Linked DNA regions of Mus musculus: region 2 is linked to region 1. Evidence: chromatin contacts called from public promoter capture Hi-C data. All regions are on one chromosome and are shown on one strand. The core of a region is the stretch at or near the end of the contact, and the rest is flanking DNA. Distances in the headings are between cores, read along the strand shown.

Evidence for each region. Promoter capture Hi-C pulls out the DNA fragments that hold promoters and counts their contacts.
Region 2: a contact with region 1 is called in a promoter capture Hi-C map of the HPC-7 cell line. The contact joins the enhancer-like site here to the promoter of Tmem164 in region 1. A contact is called at or near these places in 15 of 39 promoter capture datasets (the 3T3-L1 cell line, 3T3-L1-derived adipocytes, the C10 cell line and 9 more), 5 of 484 Hi-C or Micro-C datasets (the BV-2 cell line, CD4 T cells, the N1E-115 cell line and 2 more) and 2 of 9 other capture datasets (adipose tissue and liver).

Annotation. Positions count from the first base shown.
Region 1 is chrX:142,677,554-142,684,537 of GRCm38.p6, reverse strand. It overlaps Tmem164 (transmembrane protein 164), which reads right to left and starts at 2,812. Exons shown (of 7, transcript NM_001199360.1): 1 at 2,599-2,812; 2 at 1,589-2,247. The coding sequence starts at 1,975.
Region 2 is chrX:142,368,723-142,375,577 of GRCm38.p6, reverse strand. All of the region lies in intron 1 of Acsl4 (acyl-CoA synthetase long-chain family member 4), which reads left to right. Among named protein-coding and RNA genes, the nearest start is that of Acsl4, 18 kb to the left of the region's middle. Within about 2 kb of position 5,422, at least 64 of the 459 cell types and tissues checked have an H3K27ac peak or open chromatin away from gene starts, as enhancers often do. A contact at or near this core is called in the BV-2 cell line, the HPC-7 cell line, the N1E-115 cell line and 1 more, where this site is marked.

The DNA of each region.
Region 1 (6,984 bases), core at 1,563-4,062:
AGGCCTCCAGACCTCTTTGTAGAGGTACCCTCTGACCCACCACCTGCACTCCTGCCTGAAGAGGCACACACAACAGAAGCTCAGATGTTTTGTCGCCCCTCATTAACAAAAAGGCCATTCATTTAAAAGAAAGAAAGAGGACGGGTCAAATTTGCGCAAGACAGCCCTGGCCTTTGCTGTGAATGGCACCCCCTTCCCAAGAAGCTCTCGCTCTCTCAAAAAAAATTTTTTTTTCAAAAAAATGCTGCCCACCCCATCTCTTTTCCATGCTTTTAGTGACCCAATCAATACCATCCCTTTTATTCCAGAGTTATCTACACCTCTACAAGATGCCAAAGGACCAAGGTCATTCTCCACTGAGGCCAAGAATGGGTAAACAAATGGATATTTAGGAAGGGGGAACTAGCAGATATCTGAGCTACAAATACACAGCCAAATCTTACAGGAAGGCCTCATCACCCTCAGCCACTCCTGGTTTAGGACTGGAGATTTGCAACTCCAAAGGAGAGTGGGTTTGAGGTCAGTCAGTCCCTGATGCTAAACCTTTTTTTTTTCCCTTGAGGCAAGTGACTTCTATCCTAGAACCTGTAACGTGAGGATAATAATCTCAACCTCTCTGGCCCTATGCAAGGTTGTCACAATTCACCTGAGCATAACCTTCAACAAATATAAAAGCAATAAAGATGCTAATGACAGGCTTCAAAACTACTCCGAGTCAGAGTCAAACAAGCAAAGTTTTCCACAGCCTGGAATCTAAAAGTCCTGATTGCCTTCCCTTTCTTCCTTTTCTCCTCAAGCTGCAGGAAGTTAGAGCCTCAGAACTTCCCTGAGCAGGCCTAGGAAAGAACAGATTACTGGTACCCAGCTGGCAACTTCCCCTATCAATCCCATTTGCTTGTCTTAGCATAGCTTAATGGGTAAGAGGTCAGGGAAGCAAAAGAAGTCAGCTTTCTTGAACACCCTTGGAGCATAGGACGGAGACTTCAAGTGGTAAGATGGAGAAGTTTGAAAAAAGGAAAACCCCTCTCACACGGGATCGCGATCTCCAGCCTGTGAGGAAATTAGGTTGCTCAAGTATCTTACAACCTAAAAGCTGACCTCACCCCGAGAGCAGACACCCTGAAATGAAAGAGTCATTAAGAGAAACCCCTAAAACTATTCCCCCCAATGTACCACAGTGGAGACAAAGAAGCTTGTGTGACCACCACCTCCAGGAAAGCCTGTCACCAGGCCCCTTGGGAAACTACTACAAAAGGCAGGAGTGCTGGCCATGCGCCACAGATGTGATCCTGAATGGTCACCTAGCTGGGGCTGGACTTCCTGCTGGTGAAAAGGCCAGGCCCCAGCAGAGCTGAGATGGGAGGGGCATGGGGCTCCAAGTGCAAGTCATTTCTAGGGTTCACCTCCACTGTGGGGCTGACCTGTTGTGCAATGCTGAAGTTTACTAGCACAAAAGCGGATGCTGGTTGGAAAAGCATTTGTAAGGGTCCCACTTCCCACGGGAACGAAGTGCTCTACACACCAGTGTCCTGAGCACGCTAATGACTCTTATCACTTAGGCTGCCCAGGAAAAAGTCAACAGACTCACATGCATCATGGTGACCAGGTGACAAGGGTTGAGCAGGTAGATGACGGTCTTGGTGGCGAACTTAAAGCCCACCTCCACCCCGAAGATCAGGCACAGGGCTACTAAGAGCAGATTCTTGCTCAGGCTCTCCTTGCCTTCCTCTGGCCGCTGGGTCACCTGCTGTGGCTGGCTGCTACGGCCACCCCTACCGTCCTCCTTCTGCCTCAGGATGTGCCGCAGGGCCACCAGGATCTCCAACAGGGCCAGGGTCAGGACCACCACACTTTCCAGCAGCCGCTGCTGCCAAGACAGGAAGGCAGCACAGTCGGGGCCCCCATTGCCTGCAAAACTGGGGTCGACGCCCCCATAGAGCCAGTCCAGGAGACTTTGGTAGCTATACCGGGACATGATGCAAAGTGGCTCCACTTGACTACGGTACAGGAAGCAAGAGCGAGATGGAACACGAGACCGAAGGGTTGCCCGGGCGGTGGAACATGTAAGGAGGGCACACCCGCACCCCCCTCTGGACACTGGGGCACCTAGAACAGGGGAGGGAAAGCTACACGCGAGGCCCGGGATAAAGTGCTGGCTCTAACTTGTCCCCACGGCTGTCTGGGGAGCCCCCCGCGCTTCTCCAGTGGCCACCAACGAGGCAGGGTTGAAAGGAGCCGTTGGCCAATCTAAAAGGAAGGAGAGGAAAAAAAGGTCTCAAAGAGGCAATTGCACGGGAATTAACGAAGCGGGGAGGGGTAACTAGTGAGGGAAGAAAAGGGGAACGGGAGTGGTGGCCAAGCAAGCACGGGTGAAGGCAAGTTGGAGGCCAAGAGGGTCAGGACTGGGACCTAGGGGGCCCGGCACTAGGCACTGCCGAGGGAGCCAAGCGGGAGGCAGAAGGGGGTGAGAGAGAGAGGGGACACGCGGAGGCTAGGAGAGAAGCTAGCAGGGCTGGGCAGGCGGGGAGGGCGACGGGGAGGGCAGGGACGCCGGACTCCTCGTCTCAGCCACTCCACGAGAGGGGGGGGGGGTCTTACTCCTGCAACCGCGTGGCCGTCTCTGCCCCCAGCTAGCAACTTCGCCGCCGACGGGGCCCCCTCTCCAGCCAATTTAGAGCAGTCCCGGTCCAGCCTCCCGCCCCTGGGTACACCCCCGAACCCCCAGCTCCACCCCCCCTGGCCCCTCACGCCCGCCCTCCGGGCCAGCGCCACCCTCAGCCCTCCGCCTGCTCCGGACCAGCCCCCCAGGCGCAGGCGGGCGGCGGGAGGAAGCCGAGAGGGAGGGCGGGGACGCGGGGCCAGCCAGGGGCCGGGCCATGGGGCCGCCACCCTCCGCCCCGCCGCCACCGCTCCATCTTCCCGCTCCTCCTCGTCCGGCCCCCCGAGGACTGGCCGCCGAGTCCCCCTGGGGCTCCACTCACCCGCTGCTCGGCTCCGCTGCCCGGGCTCCACCGAACTCTCCGTCTCCCCTCACTCCCCGCAGCCCCAGGCGGCACTCGGCTGGGCTCCCCAGGCGGCCGCAGCAGCAGCAGCAGCCGCCACCGCCGCCGCTCCGGCTCCTCCTCCTTGCCTTCCTCCCCCGGCAGCCGCCGCTCGCTTCCTCCGGTTTCCCCTCCCTCTCTCCACCCCCTCGTCGCCAACTCCCTCCACCTTCGGCCCTCCTCCCGTCCACTTCACCCCCTCCCTACACACACACACACACACACACACTCCTCCGATCCACTTCACTCCCTCCCTACACACACACATACACACACACACACACACACATACACACGTCTTCAAGCCACCACTGCCCCGCCTCGCAGCCTTCCCTCCACAGCCTACCCACTTCGTCCTCGCTTCCCACCTCCTGCCCTGCTTCCTCTCTGCTCCCCACCCCACCCCACCCCACCCCCGCCCCCACCCTGCTACCCTCGGAGGCCCCATCCCCGCCTCTTTCCTCCTCCTTCTCCAGCCTGGTCTTCTGCACTCCAAGCGTGCACTCGCGCACAGTTTTGCTCTTTCGCCACTGTGACTGAATTCACCTCCCCACCTAAGCCTGGCGGACTAACTCCTCCGTTGACCTGGTTCTCGGGCCACTACTTTGCATACCTGACCACATACTGGGCACTCAGCCGGTCCTCGCTAACTTCTAGGAGTAAGGCTGTGAAACTGATGGACAGGCTTTAGCTTGGGGAGTGTGCTGAGTATGGACTTCCTGCTTCCTCCCTTCGGCCTTGAAATGGGAGATTCAAAAAAAAAAAAAAAAAAAGACCATAAAAGTATTGCTCACCTTCTTGTCACAGCCTCACTTTCTTCTTGAGTGCCTAAATTTGAGGATTTCTCCTCGGACTCCTTCTAACCCAGCTCTGATGCTTTTCTCTCTCTCCCCCCTCCCCCCACCCTACACAAACCTTGCTGGCTCTCTCCCTCCTTCCCTCCTGCCGTCCTTCTTCCTCTCCGCCCCCTTCCGACCACAGCGAACCTTCAGTGATAGACTTGGTGGAGGAAAAGAAGATTCTCCTGACCTCTTTCCCTCCCCACCCCCGTCCCCCACCCGCAGAGAGAGACAGAGACAGAGACAGAGAGACACAGAGAGCGAGAGACAGAGAGAGCGCAGCTGCTTCCTAACCCCACCTTGGAAAGAACAGCCAGGAAAAGTGAGCGCTAGCTGGGTCCAGGGGGCCCCCTCTTCTCTGACGCTCTCTACCTCGTGGCTGGGCTGGCTCCTCTAAGGGCCGGTAATTAAGGAAAGAACTACTCAGAATGTACCTCATATTGGTTTAATATTTATTGCAGACTCGCATACGTTAGAAGAATATCCAGAAAAACCACAGTTAGGTACCTTGCTTAGGAAACACTTTCTGATGTCGACTGTAAGCCAGTCTTAAGATGTAAACTACAGTCTCCTGGATTATCAGGCCGATACCTTCCCATCCTTTGCAACCTAACAAATACAGCCAGGCAAGCTTGTCTGACTTTAAGCTTTTTGAAGCATCCACCAAAGGCAGGATGTTTTTCAAGAGGCTAACTAATAAAGAATGGCCAGGAACAAGATCAGTTCAGAGGCACTCACTTGGCCCTCCTTAGGCGGTTTTGTTGTTGTTGTTGTTGTTGGTTTTTTGGGGTTTTGTTTTGTTTTGTTTTTTCTGAATCTCGGCTGTATGACCAAAGAACAAAGTGAGGGGGCTCCGAGCACAGGAATGTAGCATCTGGAGGCCTCAAGTTCCTTATCTTTGAAGAAGGATGACAATATAGCTCATAGGGTTTTGCTCGTTCAAATGAGTTGACTTCTGTAAAACATTATTTCCTGTCTGTCACGTGGAGCGTATCCACTAAATACTACCTGTTGTTAAGAATCCAAGCAAGTGCCTTTAATTGGTGGTGGCCCACGCCTTTAATCCCAGCACTTGGGAGGCAGAGGCAGGCAGATTTCTGAGTTTGAGGCCAGCCTGGTCTATAGAGTGAGTTCCAGGACAGCCAGGGCTACACAGAGAAACCCTGTCTCAAAAAAACCAACCAAACAAACAAACAAAAAAAGAATCCAAGCAAGCATTTGCATGTGCCTTTAAGTGATACACTCCAATTCGGTGCCCTCCCCCACATCTACAGAAACAAGCCACCTTCCAAAACCCACGGAAAAATCACTCTTCTCAATCCCCCACCCAGCCTCCAGCGGGCTCTCCCTCCTCCAAACTTGTATAGCATTTGTTGCGTGCACTTCTCATTTTCTTCTGAATCACATACTGCCTTCCATTGTTCTCTCTGTGAGTCCTGCCTCCCACACCCAGCTCTTCCACCGACCGCATGGGAGGGTCTTAATGTTTTCTACACAAACATACCCCTCGGTGCCTAACAGAGTGACACATAGTAAACACCAAAGAAACACAAAGAAAGTGTTGCCCCTATAGGTAAAGAGGCAAGGAAGAAATTAAACAAATGATGGGTCGAATTTTAAGAACAACAACAAAAATGCTTTTTAAGTGCAGCATTTTTAAATTATTTTATTTATTTATTCATTCATTCATTCATTCATTCATTATGTGAGAGCACGGGACACTCAAGTACCATGTCATGTGTTTGGAAGTCCGAGGACAAGAGTCAGTTCTCTCCTCTCACCGTGTAGGTCCCGGGAGTCCAAGTCAAATCTTCAGGCTTGGCAGCAAAGTGCCTTTACCTGATTATCCATCTCACTGGCTCTTAGGGAAGTCCTAGTGCCCCATAGTGAAAAGGGAACCTGGTGTGGACTAGCAGTTTGAGCAGTTCAGAGCAGTTGCAAGAGAGGCTGCTCTGGGGCCCCTGGGGGGGGGGGGCATGGGTGCAGCAGGGTAGAGGGTGAGATAAAAGGAAGCCGGCAGGAGGTGGGAGGCAGGAGTAGGCTGTGAAGGGAAGACTGTGATATGGGGCATTGGTGGTTTAGGGACCACCTCCTTAAGGGTGATAAAGTGAGTAAGAGGAGAGCAAGGATGGAAGGAGCTGGTATTGGGGGAAGGGTTTTCCTGTGTCTTGTTTTGTTGTTGGTGGTGGTTTTTTGTTTGTTTGTTTGTTTTTGTGAGACAGGATCTACTTATGTAGCCCAGGCTGTCCTGGAACTTGGGTTCATAGATCAAGTTGGCCTGGAATGCACAGATCTACCTGATTTTGCCTCCCGAATGCTGGCCTTAAAGACATGCAAGTCTGTCTACCTGGCTTCTTGGGGAGGTTTTTGCTGGGGTGGGCTTTTCACTGATGCAGCTGCTTTTGAGTCATTCATGGGCCTGTAAGTAGGCCCAGATAAACTCCCTAGTTCACTAAACTAGACTTTGGGGGAATGATTTTTTTTTTTAGTCTATCATTAATGCCTTACCTGAGATGAAGAGATATTTGCCCATGTCTACCTTAGGAAAAGACGCACACCAAACCCGCATGTCAAATGCAAGCAAAAAAACAATGTACAATTCTGAAGTTCTGTGAAGTACTATCAGGAATAATAAACTGCATGTGTATGGGGGAGACTGAAGAAGCCTTTGTCTGGGTCTGTCTGCTTTCTGTTTCTCCCCCTCCCATTCATTCAACAGCAGCCTTCATTCTCTACAGTCGGGGAGCCTCTGTAATGTGCAGAAGAATGTTCTAGACCTGGGAGCAATTCTTGCCCTGAAGGAGCTTAAGCTCCTCCCTACGGAGCACCTATGAACAAGGTTAAACAATACTACTTGGTTTGAGGAGGGCTATAAAGCCAAGCAGACAAAAAGCAAACCGTGCCTGTATGAATGAGCTACACAGGTTAGAGCTGCATGCGGTGATGCCCATCTTCCTAAAAAGCAGGCGACTGAGGCAGTATCATCAGGGGGTTGAGGTCAAATTGTATAGCATAGCCTGTCCCAGGGTAGCCGGGGCTCTATAGCAAGATCCTGTCTCAAAACAAGACAAAATTGAAAATCTGGGATGTGGGGAGCCAAGGCA
Region 2 (6,855 bases), core at 4,173-6,672, 310 kb after region 1:
TGCGGAGGGGTGTCTTCAAGGCACTTTTCATCTACGATCCCACAGAAGTTAAATGTGTTTGGGTTTATGGGCAGGATTCATCAGCACTAAATACCAACATAGAATCTGGTTGGGGTGTTTTCTTAGCTAGCCACTGTATGTGAATACATAGATCGTCTTCCTTAAAAAGTATTTCATTGAGATGGAAGAAGGCTTCGCATCTGCATGAGATCTTGTAGTACTCGGACACTTCATTTCTAGTCAGTTCTTATGTGTTTTTACTTTGTTTTTCTGTGCCTGAGAGCATGCTATGTAAATGCTATACCACTGAGCTTTGTACCCTCAGCCCTAAGCTTTGATTTTGGCATTCTGGATATATGTCTTACAGTAAAGCATCTTAAATACCTGGGTAAAAAAAAAAAAAAACAAAAAAACAAAAAACAACAAAAAAAACTCCCTTGGCTATGTTCCACCAGGGATCTAAACTATTCCAGATTTTATACTTCCTAAAATAATATAACCATGTGGGGTATTGTTTGTAATCGTTGACTGGTCAATATATGAGCTCGGTCAGGACCTTTAGTTTGTGCTTTTTTAAAAATTTAATTTAATTTATTATTATTATTATTTGGTTTTTCGAGACAGGGTTTCTCTGTGTAGCCCTGGCTGTCCTGGAACTCACTTTGTAGACCAGGCTGACCTCGAACTCAGAAATCTGCCTGCCTCTGCCTCCCAAAGTGCTGGTATTAAAGGCGTGCACCACCATGCCCGATCACTTTTTTTTTAAAGGTTTATTTTATGTGAGTACACTGTAGCTGTCTTCAGACACACCAGAAGAGGGCATCAGGTCCCATTACAGATGGTTGTGAGCCACCATGTGGTTGCTAGAACTTGAACTCAGGACCTTGAAAGATCAGTCAGTGCTCTTAATCGCTGAGCCATCTCTCCGGCCCCTTATTTGTGTTTTTGGACATGGCATTTTTCATTCCTCTGTGCTCTTTTAGAACCTCATATTCATTCTTTGTTGTGCACGTGTTTTCATGGCCTGACGTTTAAATGAACTTTTAAAATAAAAATTGATTTTAAGTAAGCAAGCCAGATAATCCTCTCCCCACCTTTTAGCAGTAGCACGTATAACTGGATACTCAGTAGCTATTATTAATAACTTTTAAAAGTCTGTAATCATCTAGTTGGACGAGAAGATTTGCCTCGTCTGTGACCTTCTCCTGGTGTACCTCTTTATCTATATTAGGCTGCTGTCTCCTGAAAATGTTGTTTATTGAACACCAAGTTCCATGAGGGCAGAGCACAGCTTATGGGCTGTTTCTTGAACAGATGCTTGCACATGCATTTGTAACTACTAAGGATTTGGGAGAGTAGCTGTTTTTGAATGTGACAGAAAACAGTTGTCAAGACTGTATTTTAACTTTTAATTCATTTCCTAATCAACTCTCCATGGTATGGTGATTACAAACCAATCAGGGGATCCTTCAGGATTTGTTTCTTGCTTCAGTAAACTTGGTCCAGCAGAGTCATACCATTTGTATATTTAAGGGAGACTCAATGGCATAGCTGCCTCTACAGTTTTGTGTTATAATGTTAGAAGGTGTGATGATTTACTGATCAAGAGTTTAGTTTACCTATTATGAATCCTTAGGAATGGCTTAAATAAATGACTCCTTTTTAAAAACGGTCTTATGTATGTATGTATGTATGTATGTATGTATGTATGTGAATACACTGTAAATTCTTACAATTGGTACATACTTTTGTTTTCTGGCCCCGCCCGCTCCAGTCCCACTTGCTCATTTACATTTACTAACATACATTTATTTACTATATGTGAGTACACTGTCACTGCCTTCAGACACACCAGAAGACAGCTTTGGATGCTCATTACATGAGCCACCATGTAGCTGCTGGGAATTGAACTCAGGACCTCTGGAAGAGCAGTCGGTGCTCTTAACTGCTGAGCCACCTCTCCAGACCGATAATCTGTATTTTTAATTGTGACATTAATGCTGATCTTACTGCTTTTAAATGAACACGTTTTATTTGGAGCGATATTAAGCCCATAGAAAATATATTAGAGATGGTGCTACAGTCCATGTATAATTTGTACTGTTTCCCCTAATTTCAACATTGTTTATAACATAACAGTGGCAAAGCAATTAAGCTAGAATTCACTTTGTATTACCTAGGTGTTGATTTCTGTCACAGCATTCAAAGTACTCTATACATTTATTTTAGAATATATAGAGACAATTACAAAAATAAAGTATGGGTAATCCTAAGAGACAACTGAGTTTTAGCATTTTTTAAATAGACACCTTTGTCTGTTTTTCTATGGAGAATATAAGCCCATTTCTCACAAACTCTGGATTTCCCTAAAAGATAGGCTGCCAAACATATTTTAAATACATTTTTGAAATTTTCCTTTTTACACTTAAATATAACATGTCTTTTCTTTGGTAATTTTTTACTTATATCTGTTGTTTTTTTAATATGTTATTCCTTCACCTTAAATACTTTGTTGTATCTCTGTTCAGTTAATTCTTTATTACATTAAGTAAAAGGCCAACTATGTTTCCAATGCTTTTTTCACCTTAAAAAAAAATAGAACTATTACCTTTCAGCCGTAGTACTGGATTAATAATATATGCGTATGTCAAATTGAACTATTTAAGTTTGTGGAATTAAAAAAAATGTATGTAGTGAACTTTTGACTGTCATACTTTTATGTGGTTCACCCTGAATTTTGCAAATGCTTTCTAGGTTTTTCTAATCCCTCTTTCTCCACTGAGAATCTCCACATTTAGAATAGGGTACTGACATACATATTTAGGCCAAAGTGGTAACTAAACTTACCTTCCTCAAGTCTCATAACCTACTTAAGGCCTATGACGACAGAACCTTGAATGTGTTGCCTATCAGTATAGAAACTGACTGGAGTTTTCAACTTAAGCTCTGTAAAACAGCCTGATCTGTCTCCAGGTTCATTTCTGTGTTGCCTAGCTAGTTACAGTGCTGCCACCCAGTGGCAATGTATAGAAACGCTGCTATTATTGCTGCATTTATTTTTCACCATTTCAAATACTTTTTCTTGTATGTTCTTCTTTGTTCATGGTTTCATCTTCTGTTTTTTTTTCCTCCACTCAGGCCACTAATATTTGCGTGTTTCAGCTGATATTTAGGGAGCTGAACACGAGCTGTATAACGTGGTTCTGATAGTCTATTTAAATAAAGACTTTGGAATATGGGACACGATATTAATAATAAGCGTAAACATACCGAGTGGATTCTTGTTTGCTCTGCTTTATGAAGTTATGGTTCTTTGCACAAAAGGGCACTTATTTTGTATTTTGGTAAGAATATGATACTTCTTTTGATGTTTAATGGAAAACTTCTCGTTGTATAAGAAGAAACACTCCTGTAATATGTGAAGAGCTCATACTTCAGCGTAGCATGAAAGCTGTAGCTTAGAAATTCTTCCTCAATTTCCTCTTGCTGTTATTTGCCATTGTCTGACTGGTCATTTCATTCAATATTCATTTAAGGAACACTTAACTAAGCATCTACTTGGAGTCTGCCCTGTACCCGTATGGTGCTCCCCAGTGTTGCAGTGGTGATCAAGAGAAGCATGGCCTTCATCTTAAATAATGAGAGAACTAAAGCAGGAGACCACAAGTAGAAGTTTAAGTGCGGAGCTCCAGAGTGCTTTGAGGGCCAGTGTCAAATGCATGTGACACAGATGGACAGTCAGAGAGGGCTTTCTACCAGAACTGCTTAAATGAAGATGTAAAGGAAGCCGGAAAAGGGAAGAATAGAATGTTCCTGACAGAAGAGAAATGATGTGCTAGGAAAGGAGGTGAAAGACCAGAAGTCATTGCTTTTGAGAAACTATAAGTTCATCATGGCAAAAGGTGTGGGCACTAGCCGTGCTCTCCCTATTTTATACTTGTGGTAACTGGATCTAAGAGGTCACCAGCCTCCAGTAAGTGGCCCAGCCAGCAGTTGAACATAAGTTGTCTAGTTGTGGCATATTGACCCCTGTTTGTTCTGCAGGCTGCCTTTCATCTGGGCTGCCTTAAGCTCGGGTGAAGCATGGTGCCTGTGAGCCGGTGAGAGCTCTGCTCTCATTTCTTAGCATGCTGAGGCTGCACTGGAGACCCAGAGAATTAACTATTCCAGCAGCTGGCATTTATAGGGTCTGCATTAGTTTACAAACATTCAGATTCGCTTTAGTCTTTTGTCATTGGCTGGTAGTCAAACAAGCATTATTTGATATGCATTGCTAAGGTTTCCAGAAAAGTATAGATGGGAAATTATAACTGGTTATGTTATGTTATGTTATGTTATGTTATGTTATATTATATTATATTATGTTATTTATTTATTTATTTACTGCCAAAAAAAGCCTCCAGAACACAAGATGTTCATTAATCTGCAAAAGGTAGAAATTTTGTTTGATTTCTGAAGTTAACTTGTCAACATATTTTTTTTGATTTTCAGTGTTAAATTGGAACTCAGTTTCAATATTTGAACTATTGTCTTTTAAACTTGCATGAATGTAAAAATAAAAATTAAATGGAGATATTTCTTCCACTGCATATGTTTTATTTCATCTTAAAATATAAACTTTTGGGCTGGAGAGATGGCTCAGTGGTTAAGAGCACTGACTGTTCTTCCAGAGGTCCTAGCAACCACGTGGTGACTCGCACCCATCTGTCATGGGATCCAATGCATTCTTCTGGTGTGTGTCTGAAGACAGCTGCAGTGTACTCATATAAATACAAAAAAAAAAATAAATCCTTAATCCTTTTAAGATGAAGATTTTAATTTGGAATCAAGGCATTATTGTAGATTTTAGGTGGATTGTAAATGCTCAGTTGTACATAAGCTAAAATTGTAGCTTTTGTAAGACTATAACGTATGTGCACACATATGTGAAGGAGAAGTAGGGGATGACAGACAGACAGAAGAGACAGTGAGGTTAATGCTGTGTAGCTAGTGTTCTTGTTACTCATGTATGACACATGACTATGGATTCAAAGAAGAGTTTGAACCTGCAAGTGTTTTCAGTATAGTGATCATACATCTATCTGTATTTTCTGTATGTGGGATAACTAGAGACAACTTTTTTTTTCTAAAAGAGGAGTCTGATTCTACTGTAGGATGACAGCTCAGCTACAGTTCTTGGGAAGCTTGGAGATGTGACCACGCTGATTCTCCTTTCTTCGTGATAAATCATGGTTTTTGGAATCTAGCTTCTCAAGTGTTACTTCTGTGCAGTTATAGCTAAGTTTCCTTTAACGTGGAAGGCAACGTTGTTTTGAGTAAATCTCTTGTTGTGTATTGCAATAAACTCCTGTGCATAGCACATGGCTTTCTTGCCTAGTCGTCAGGATTGTGAACTTCCTGCAGCACGGCCCTCTTGAGGTTACTGCAGGACACTTTCAGAGACCCGTTGACCTTACAGGAAGTGAGATTACTTAATGATGCTTTACGGCTGCCTGAAACATTCTGAAATGAAAACTTTGAGGGAGAGAAATGATTCAGCCTTTCTCTGCGTCCTACTTTGTGAAATCATCCAGGGCACATTTATAAGGTATCACATTTCCTTGCAGTGTCTCAAAGCAAGACTGTGTTTGGTAAAGTGATAGTCTCTAAAGTTTCATGTTTGTTTCCAGAGGCCAGATATTAAACAAGAGGTACTAAAAAAGGGTTCACTATTGAAATCCCTTCAAAGACCCTCTGATTACCAGTGTAGAAAGCAATACTCTGTAGTCTACACACAGACATTAAAAGGGTTATTAAGTATTATATTATGTAGTTGTCTTCTATCATTTGTATTCTTGTTTGTTTTAATAGGAAAGATAGATGGAGCGGTGGACTCCAGACATTATTAACACTTTCATTTGTGTGTGGGACGCTTCATAGTTGCTGGCTTTTTAATGGCATCTATTTATTTAGTGGTAGTTGAAATATTTCTGGGGTGACTCGTGGGACCACAACAGTAATATTTTTTTTTGCTAGTATTTGCTCATTTATTTGTGCAGAGGGATGAAAATAAGGCCCTTGGCCTACTAGGTAAGCACTCTTCCCCTGACCTGCAGCCACACCATGCCTTTGTTAGTTTCATTTTAACAGAGGGAATGGCAAGGATGCTTAGTCTTAGCAAACAGCATTATAGTTATAATAAGAAAAAGGTTGTTGATTTGACTTTAAATCTGGTTGAAAGATGGAAATATCGGGTGGCTGTAGTGCACAATTTTAATCCTGGCACTCAGGAGGCAAAGACAGTCAGATCTCTGAGTTCGAGGCCAGCCTGGTCTACAGAGTGAGTTCCAGGACAGCCAGGGCTACACAGAGATACCCCATTTTGAACCCCTCCTCACCCACCCTAAAGAAAAAAAGAAAACAGAGGAAGTATTCAATCTAATTGTATTAGTATATTTGAAATCAGATCTTGGCTTCTTTTTAAGTATCACTTATTCTCCTGAGTTGGTTCAAATTTTACCTTTGGGGATGATATATTGATTGTCACTTATCAACACAGAGAAATATATCAGCATAAATTAGAACTAACTGAAAGTCTTTCTTATTATTAGTGAAACATGGATTATATTCTCTGTGGAAGCTTTAAAAAGATCTAAGACAAATTTAAGGATAACGTTTTTTTTTTTAAAGCCACCTATAATTCTGCAATCTGGACATTTCCGTTTTGAAGTGTTGCTTAGATGCTGCTGTTCTTGGTTTTTCTCCTATCTATAAACACCATTCTTCTTCTTTTTTTTTTTTTTCAAGACAGGGTTTCTCTGTGTAGCCCTGGCTGTCCTGTAACTCACTCTGTAGACCAGGCTGTCTTCAAACTCA